2 separate regions of the Mus musculus genome follow, and region 2 is linked to region 1. A link is a contact called in public promoter capture Hi-C data. All regions are on one chromosome and are shown on one strand. The core of a region is the stretch at or near the end of the contact, and the rest is flanking DNA. Distances in the headings are between cores, read along the strand shown. Region 1 holds the start of Mst1r (macrophage stimulating 1 receptor (c-met-related tyrosine kinase)). Region 2 overlaps Dag1 (dystroglycan 1).

Region 1 (3,087 bases), core at 412-2,911:
AGGCTGGATATAAAAGGCCTTCTTTTTTATACAGTACAGAGATTAGCATGTCCCTTGTGCAAGGGTGACTCGCAGATCTGTGAAGGGTTCCATATTTTTTGATGATTTTAATTAATGCTATTAAAAAAAAAAGCTGGGGCTGGAGAGATGGCTCAGTGGTTAAGAACACTGACTGATCTTCCATAGGTCCTGAGTTCAATTCCCAGCAACCACATGGTGGCTGACAACCCTCTGTAATGGGGATCTGATGCCCTCTTCTGGTGTGTCTGATGACAGCAACAGTGTACTCACATACATGAAATAAATAAATAAATCTGAAGGAGAAAGAGAAGGAGAAGCAGCAGCAACAGCAGCATGGTAGCACACATGCCCAATACTTAGTCCTAGTACTTGGAAGGCTGAAAGGCTGAAGCAGGTGGATCTCTGAGTTTGAGGGCAGTCTGGTCTACAGAGTGAACTCCAAGACAGCCAGGAAAAACCTATTTTGCCCAGAGAAACCCTGTTTCTATGTAACAAAACAAAACAAAACAAAAAAGGCATCCTAGGATAATACCATCTCGACTATGAAAGGATGAAGGGATGGAGCACTAGCTAAGGCCATGTTAGAAAGGAGAAGCAGGCAGTGAAGTTTGTCCTGGGCGTGGAGTAGAAAAGGTAGAATTCCCCAGGGTGGGTTCCTCCCTCCCCAGCTCTCTTATTCTCTGCTGCCTAGGGACTCAAAACTGCCTATGACCACCCTGTGAGGAGCCCTCAAGAGCCCAGGTTCACGGAGCTAAGGCAGCTGCCTGGCTAAGAATACCTCTTCCTGCTCCATTACCCTGAGGTATTGAGAAAGCGTCTTACCAAGAGACAGCGGCTGAGTCCCGGGAAAGAGAGGTGGCAAAGCAGAATGGGCTTCACCCATCCTGGAAAGAGGACTCTGGATTCCAACCAACTACAGCTACATTCGTGTTTCAGAGACACTGGGTCCACAAAGCAAGGAGCGGATCAGAGGTGCCCCGGAATTCAAAGACCACACCTCTCCTGTACCAGGGCACCGGAGGAGAGGCATTTTCTACCGTCACTCTTCCCTTCTGTCCCATATATGCCTTCTCATGCTGAGGCCACAGTGACAGGATCCGAGCCAGAGGGCTAGGTCTTCACAGAAGTTACCTCCTCTAAGTATTACCACCCAGGGCGGGTCAGACTCCATTAATCTTTATGGGTCTTGGCACACAGGACAGGGCACAACATACCTTTCTCTGACACTTCTCTGAATAGGCACATGGAAAGATGATCTCTGACCACACAAGGTCTGTTCCATGTATCCCTTTCTGCAGCGCCCCCACCCCCGCATTACTCTGTCCAGTGCATTCCTGGTCTCCGTCTCCGTTCCCCACATGGTGAACTAGTGCCTGACAGTGTTCCTATGAAAGAGGGCCATGAGGAGAGAGGAGCCAGATTGTCCTGCAGCGTTCTAACCTCAACCAGATGGGTTGTGGGGATATAGGATGGTTCAGGAATACTCCTTCCCAGGTCACAACAACAGCCTTCTCACAGCTGGAAAGAGTCAGACAGAGCTGGAAAGAAAGCAGGGCCTTCGACAGGGCTCCGCCCGTAGCCCCGCCCCCAGCCCTGCCGCACCCACTGGGGCCCACCTCCCTTCGACTTTGATCCAAGTAGCTGTAGCAGCGGCAGCTAGAAGCAGCAGCTGGGGCCCCTGGTGAGGTGATCGTGCCATTGCCGTGTCCGTGGGTCCACAGCCAGGTGCTCAGACCACAAGCCAGAGAGAAAGGTTGGGTTTGCCAGGGACCAGGGCAGGGGGGCAGCTGCCCAGGAGCTTTCAGTACCGCTGCGTAAAGCTGGTCTCAGCTCGGACCCTGAGTCTGGTTCGATCAAGTCCTGGACCTTCTGGGATTCCCAAGGGGCCCCAGCTCAATGGGGCTGCCTCTGCCGCTGCTTCAATCCTCTCTTCTGCTAATGCTTCTTTTGCGGCTGTCGGCGGCGTCCACCAACCTGAACTGGCAGTGCCCACGAATACCCTACGCAGCCTCCCGAGACTTCAGTGTCAAGTACGTGGTCCCCAGCTTCTCCGCGGGGGGCCGGGTACAGGCCACCGCAGCCTACGAGGACAGTACAAATAGTGCGGTGTTTGTGGCCACACGCAATCACCTGCACGTGCTTGGGCCTGACCTGCAGTTCATAGAGAACCTGACCACTGGCCCTATCGGGAACCCTGGCTGCCAGACTTGTGCGAGCTGTGGTCCAGGCCCTCATGGACCACCAAAGGACACAGACACACTGGTGCTAGTGATGGAGCCAGGTTTGCCAGCCCTGGTCAGCTGTGGCTCAACCCTACAGGGCCGCTGCTTCCTGCATGAGCTGGAGCCTCGGGGGAAAGCCCTGCACTTAGCAGCTCCAGCCTGCCTATTCTCAGCAAACAATAACAAGCCTGAGGCCTGCACGGACTGTGTGGCTAGCCCCCTGGGCACTCGTGTGACTGTGGTGGAGCAGGGGCATGCTTCCTACTTCTATGTGGCATCTTCGCTAGACCCAGAGTTGGCCGCTAGCTTTAGCCCCCGCTCGGTGTCCATCCGTCGTCTAAAGTCTGATACTTCTGGATTCCAACCAGGTTTTCCGTCGCTGTCGGTGCTGCCCAAATATTTGGCCTCCTACCTCATCAAATATGTGTACAGCTTCCACTCGGGGGATTTTGTCTACTTTCTGACTGTCCAGCCCATCAGTGTCACAAGCCCTCCCAGTGCCTTGCATACACGTCTGGTCCGGCTCAATGCTGTAGAGCCAGAGATTGGTGACTACCGGGAGCTGGTCTTGGACTGTCATTTTGCACCTAAACGCCGGCGCCGTGGAGCCCCGGAGGGCACACAGCCCTACCCAGTGCTTCAGGCAGCCCACTCTGCTCCAGTGGATGCCAAACTGGCTGTGGAACTGAGCATTTCAGAGGGCCAGGAAGTGCTTTTTGGGGTCTTTGTGACCGTCAAGGATGGTGGCTCTGGCATGGGTCCCAACTCTGTTGTATGTGCCTTCCCCATTTACCACCTGAACATCCTGATTGAAGAGGGTGTCGAATATTGCTGTCACTCTTCA
Region 2 (3,087 bases), core at 295-2,794, 320 kb after region 1:
TCTTCCTTTTTTTCTTTTTTTTTGCATTCCTTGAATTCCAGCACTCAGAAAGCAGAAACAGAAGAGTTCTAGAAGAGATCTCTGTAAGTTTGGGTTAGCCTAGTCTACATCGAGAGTTCCCAGCCACCCAGAGCTATATGGTATACCATGTTCAAAATAAAAGCCAAGAAAAAAAGAAGAAGAAGAAGAAGAAGAAGGAAGAAGAAGAAGGGGGGAGGGGAGGAGTCTGGTTACAAGTGTGTTCAAGCTCAGCCTAGACTACAGAAATCTGTCCTATCTAGCCTGGGCAACTGTGTAAGACTCTGTATTAAAAATAATACTTGGAAGCCAGGCAGTGGTGGCGCACGCCTTTAATCCCAGCACTTGGGAGGCAGAGGCAGGCGGATTTCTGAGTTCGAGGCCAGCCTGGTCTACAGAGTGAGTTCCAGGATAGCCAGGGCTACACAGAGAAACCCTGTCTCGAAAATAAATAAATAAATAAATAAATAAATAAATAAATAAATAAATAAATAAAACTTGGAACTGGGGTGGATGTTCACCTGCTTAGCATGTGAGGCCTTAGATTCTATTTTTTTTTTTTTTAAGATTTATTGCCGGGCAGTGGTAGCGCACGCCTTTAATCCCAGCACTCGGGAGGCAGAGGCAGGCGGATTTCTGAGTTCGAGGTCAGCCTGGTCTACAGAGTGAGTTCCAAGACAGCCAGGGCTACACAGAGAAACCCTGTCTCGAAAAACCAAAAAAAATAAAAATTTATTTATTTTATGTATTTGAGTACAATGTTGATGTCTTTAGACACACCAGAAGAGGGCATCAGATTCCTTTATGGTTGGTTGTGAGCCACCATGTGGTTGCTGGGAACTCAACTCAGGACCTCTTAACCACTGAGCTTTCTCTCCAGCCCCTAGAGTCAATTCTTAAAGAAATTATGTTGAGCCATTCAATGTGCAATTGATTTGTGTTCTAATCTGTGTCAAAAAAAAAAAACCTGAAAAATTTATAAAGTTTCAGTAAGGTAAGATTATTGAAGGAAAAAAATTAAATCTAATTTATTTTTATTTTATGCTCACTGGTATTTTGCCTGTATGTATATCTGTATAAGGGTGTCAGAAACCCTAAGTGGATCTCTTCTCTCTTTTGGGCATTTTGTTCTTTTAGAAGTATGAACCTAACATAGGAAAGTTAGTGATTTCTCAGAAGCTGCAGCCATGGTTAAGATTTAAGATCAAGTAAAAGAGCAAGTTAAACAAAACTATCTGTGGGAGGGGAGGAATTCTTCTAGCAGGAAATTCCCTGGGCAAAGACAGTAGGCACCAGTTTTGTCTTGTTGATTTATAAACAAGGTGTGTACTTCTGGCATGAAAAATATGTTCCTGATGGTCAAGCTTTACGAATGTGTTCAGGAAAGAAGGTAGCTTAAGCAAGTTGTCAGGACTTTAAACACAGAAGGTTGAAGTATCCCTTTAAAACACTTGTTACCATGGCAGCTTAGAGCAAGTACGTGTACATGGCTCTCAGTCACAGAGCTGTGACATCCTCTTTGATCCTGAGGCCCTGACCTTCTGAGGTCTCAGCCCTGTATCACAGGCTGTTGGCAGGGTCACTGGCTGCAGTAAATGGTCTGTGAGAGTATGTTTTTGTATGTGGAGGAAAAGGAGCAGGGCAGTGATTTGGGAGTGTTCTACATCATTGGCCAATTAGGTCAGAAAGACCAGCAGCCATGAGAGTTTTCTAAATTCAATTCTTTAAAGCCAGATTACATTTAGAGGTTTTTAGTCTTTCCTATTACAATGGGAAAAAAAAACAAACCAGGAAGCTTAGCTTTTAACTTGAAAACATAACCAAGTGGTCACTGCCTTCCTGCATGGTCAGTCAGTCATTGAGGAATGTAATGAAGCCCTTCACCCTTGCAGATATCCCATGAGTTCCCTGCCTCCTGGGGGGAGGGAGCAGCAGATTAAATATGGTCATGACCTTGCACTGGCCTCTTCACTCTCCTTTCTTCTCAGGGCAGGTCTCCTTGACTCCTGACCCTGCCTTCAAATGGTAGTGCTACTCTGTCCCTTTGTATTGAGTTGGTGGGAGTTAGCATAAGTACAGATGGAGTTTGGAAAGGTAGAAGGCAGCTTTAGTTCTGGGAAGCACCTACCTGGAAAAGCATGACTATCCGTTGTTTCATGATGAGGGTATACTCTGAGCATGTGTCAGACAGTTATATGAATGTCATATAATGCAAACCTAGGTGATACATTTACATTGAGGTTTTATAGTATGGCTTATTTCTCTTGACCACAAACTTACAGAAACTGAGTGTAATGAATAATATTGACCATTGTATATACTAACATTTCTGTATTCAAATATATCTAAACATAGAAAAGTCATAAGAGAAATACAGCATAAAAGATAAAAGATTGCCCCCCCCAAAAAAAAATTAGTCCAGCCATATGGGCTCTCAGCGTTAGCAGAGCTGTTTCCCAGACTGGAAAGCCTGGCTGAGCCTGGGTAAGAGGGTGAGTGGTGAGCGTACACAAAGCCCAGAGTCCTTACTATGCATTATTGTTGGCTTCACAAACACAGTGTAGGCTATATTAAATTTGTTTATGGTTTTAGCATTTGAGACAGGGTTTCAGAGAGCATTCCAAACTGGCCTTGAACTCCTGATCCTCTTGTATTAATCTTCCTAGTGTTGGGATTATAGACATATACCATCCATTCAAGTTACACTTATATTAGCCTAGCATAGTGGTGCACGCCTTTAATCCCAGCACTCGGGAGGCAGAGGCAGGAGGATTTCTGGGTTCGAGGCCAGCCTGGTCTACAAAGTGAGTGCCAGGACAGCCAGGGCTACACAGAGAAACCCTGTCTCGGAAAACAAAAAACAAACAAACAAAAAGTTACACTTATATTTACTTATTTATTTTTTAAATTTCTTCAAGAGGCTGGACTTAGTGGCCCATGTCTTTAATCCTAGTAATACTTAGGAGGCAAAGGTAGGCAGAGCTCTGAGTTCCAGACCAGCTAGAGCTATACATACAGTCAGATTCTGTCTCCAAAAAAAACTTTTTTCTTTCAGGGTCTGACATCTGG

What was found. Promoter capture Hi-C pulls out the DNA fragments that hold promoters and counts their contacts.
Region 2: a promoter capture Hi-C map of liver shows a contact between it and region 1, with 2.8 times the contacts expected there. The contact joins the enhancer-like site here to the promoter of Mst1r in region 1. A contact is called at or near these places in 3 of 39 promoter capture datasets (embryonic stem cells, liver and pre-B cells) and 3 of 484 Hi-C or Micro-C datasets (embryonic stem cells and regulatory T cells).

The regions. Positions count from the first base shown.
Region 1 is chr9:107,905,228-107,908,314 of GRCm38.p6, forward strand. It overlaps Mst1r (macrophage stimulating 1 receptor (c-met-related tyrosine kinase)), which reads left to right and starts at 1,662. Exons shown (of 19, transcript NM_009074.2): 1 at 1,662-3,087. The coding sequence starts at 1,918. It also overlaps the pseudogene Gm23856.
Region 2 is chr9:108,226,532-108,229,618 of GRCm38.p6, forward strand. The region is part of intron 2 of Dag1 (dystroglycan 1); the gene reads right to left. Among named protein-coding and RNA genes, the nearest start is that of Dag1, 36 kb to the right of the region's middle. Within about 2 kb of position 1,545, at least 14 of the 459 cell types and tissues checked have an H3K27ac peak or open chromatin away from gene starts, as enhancers often do. A contact at or near this core is called in liver, where this site is marked.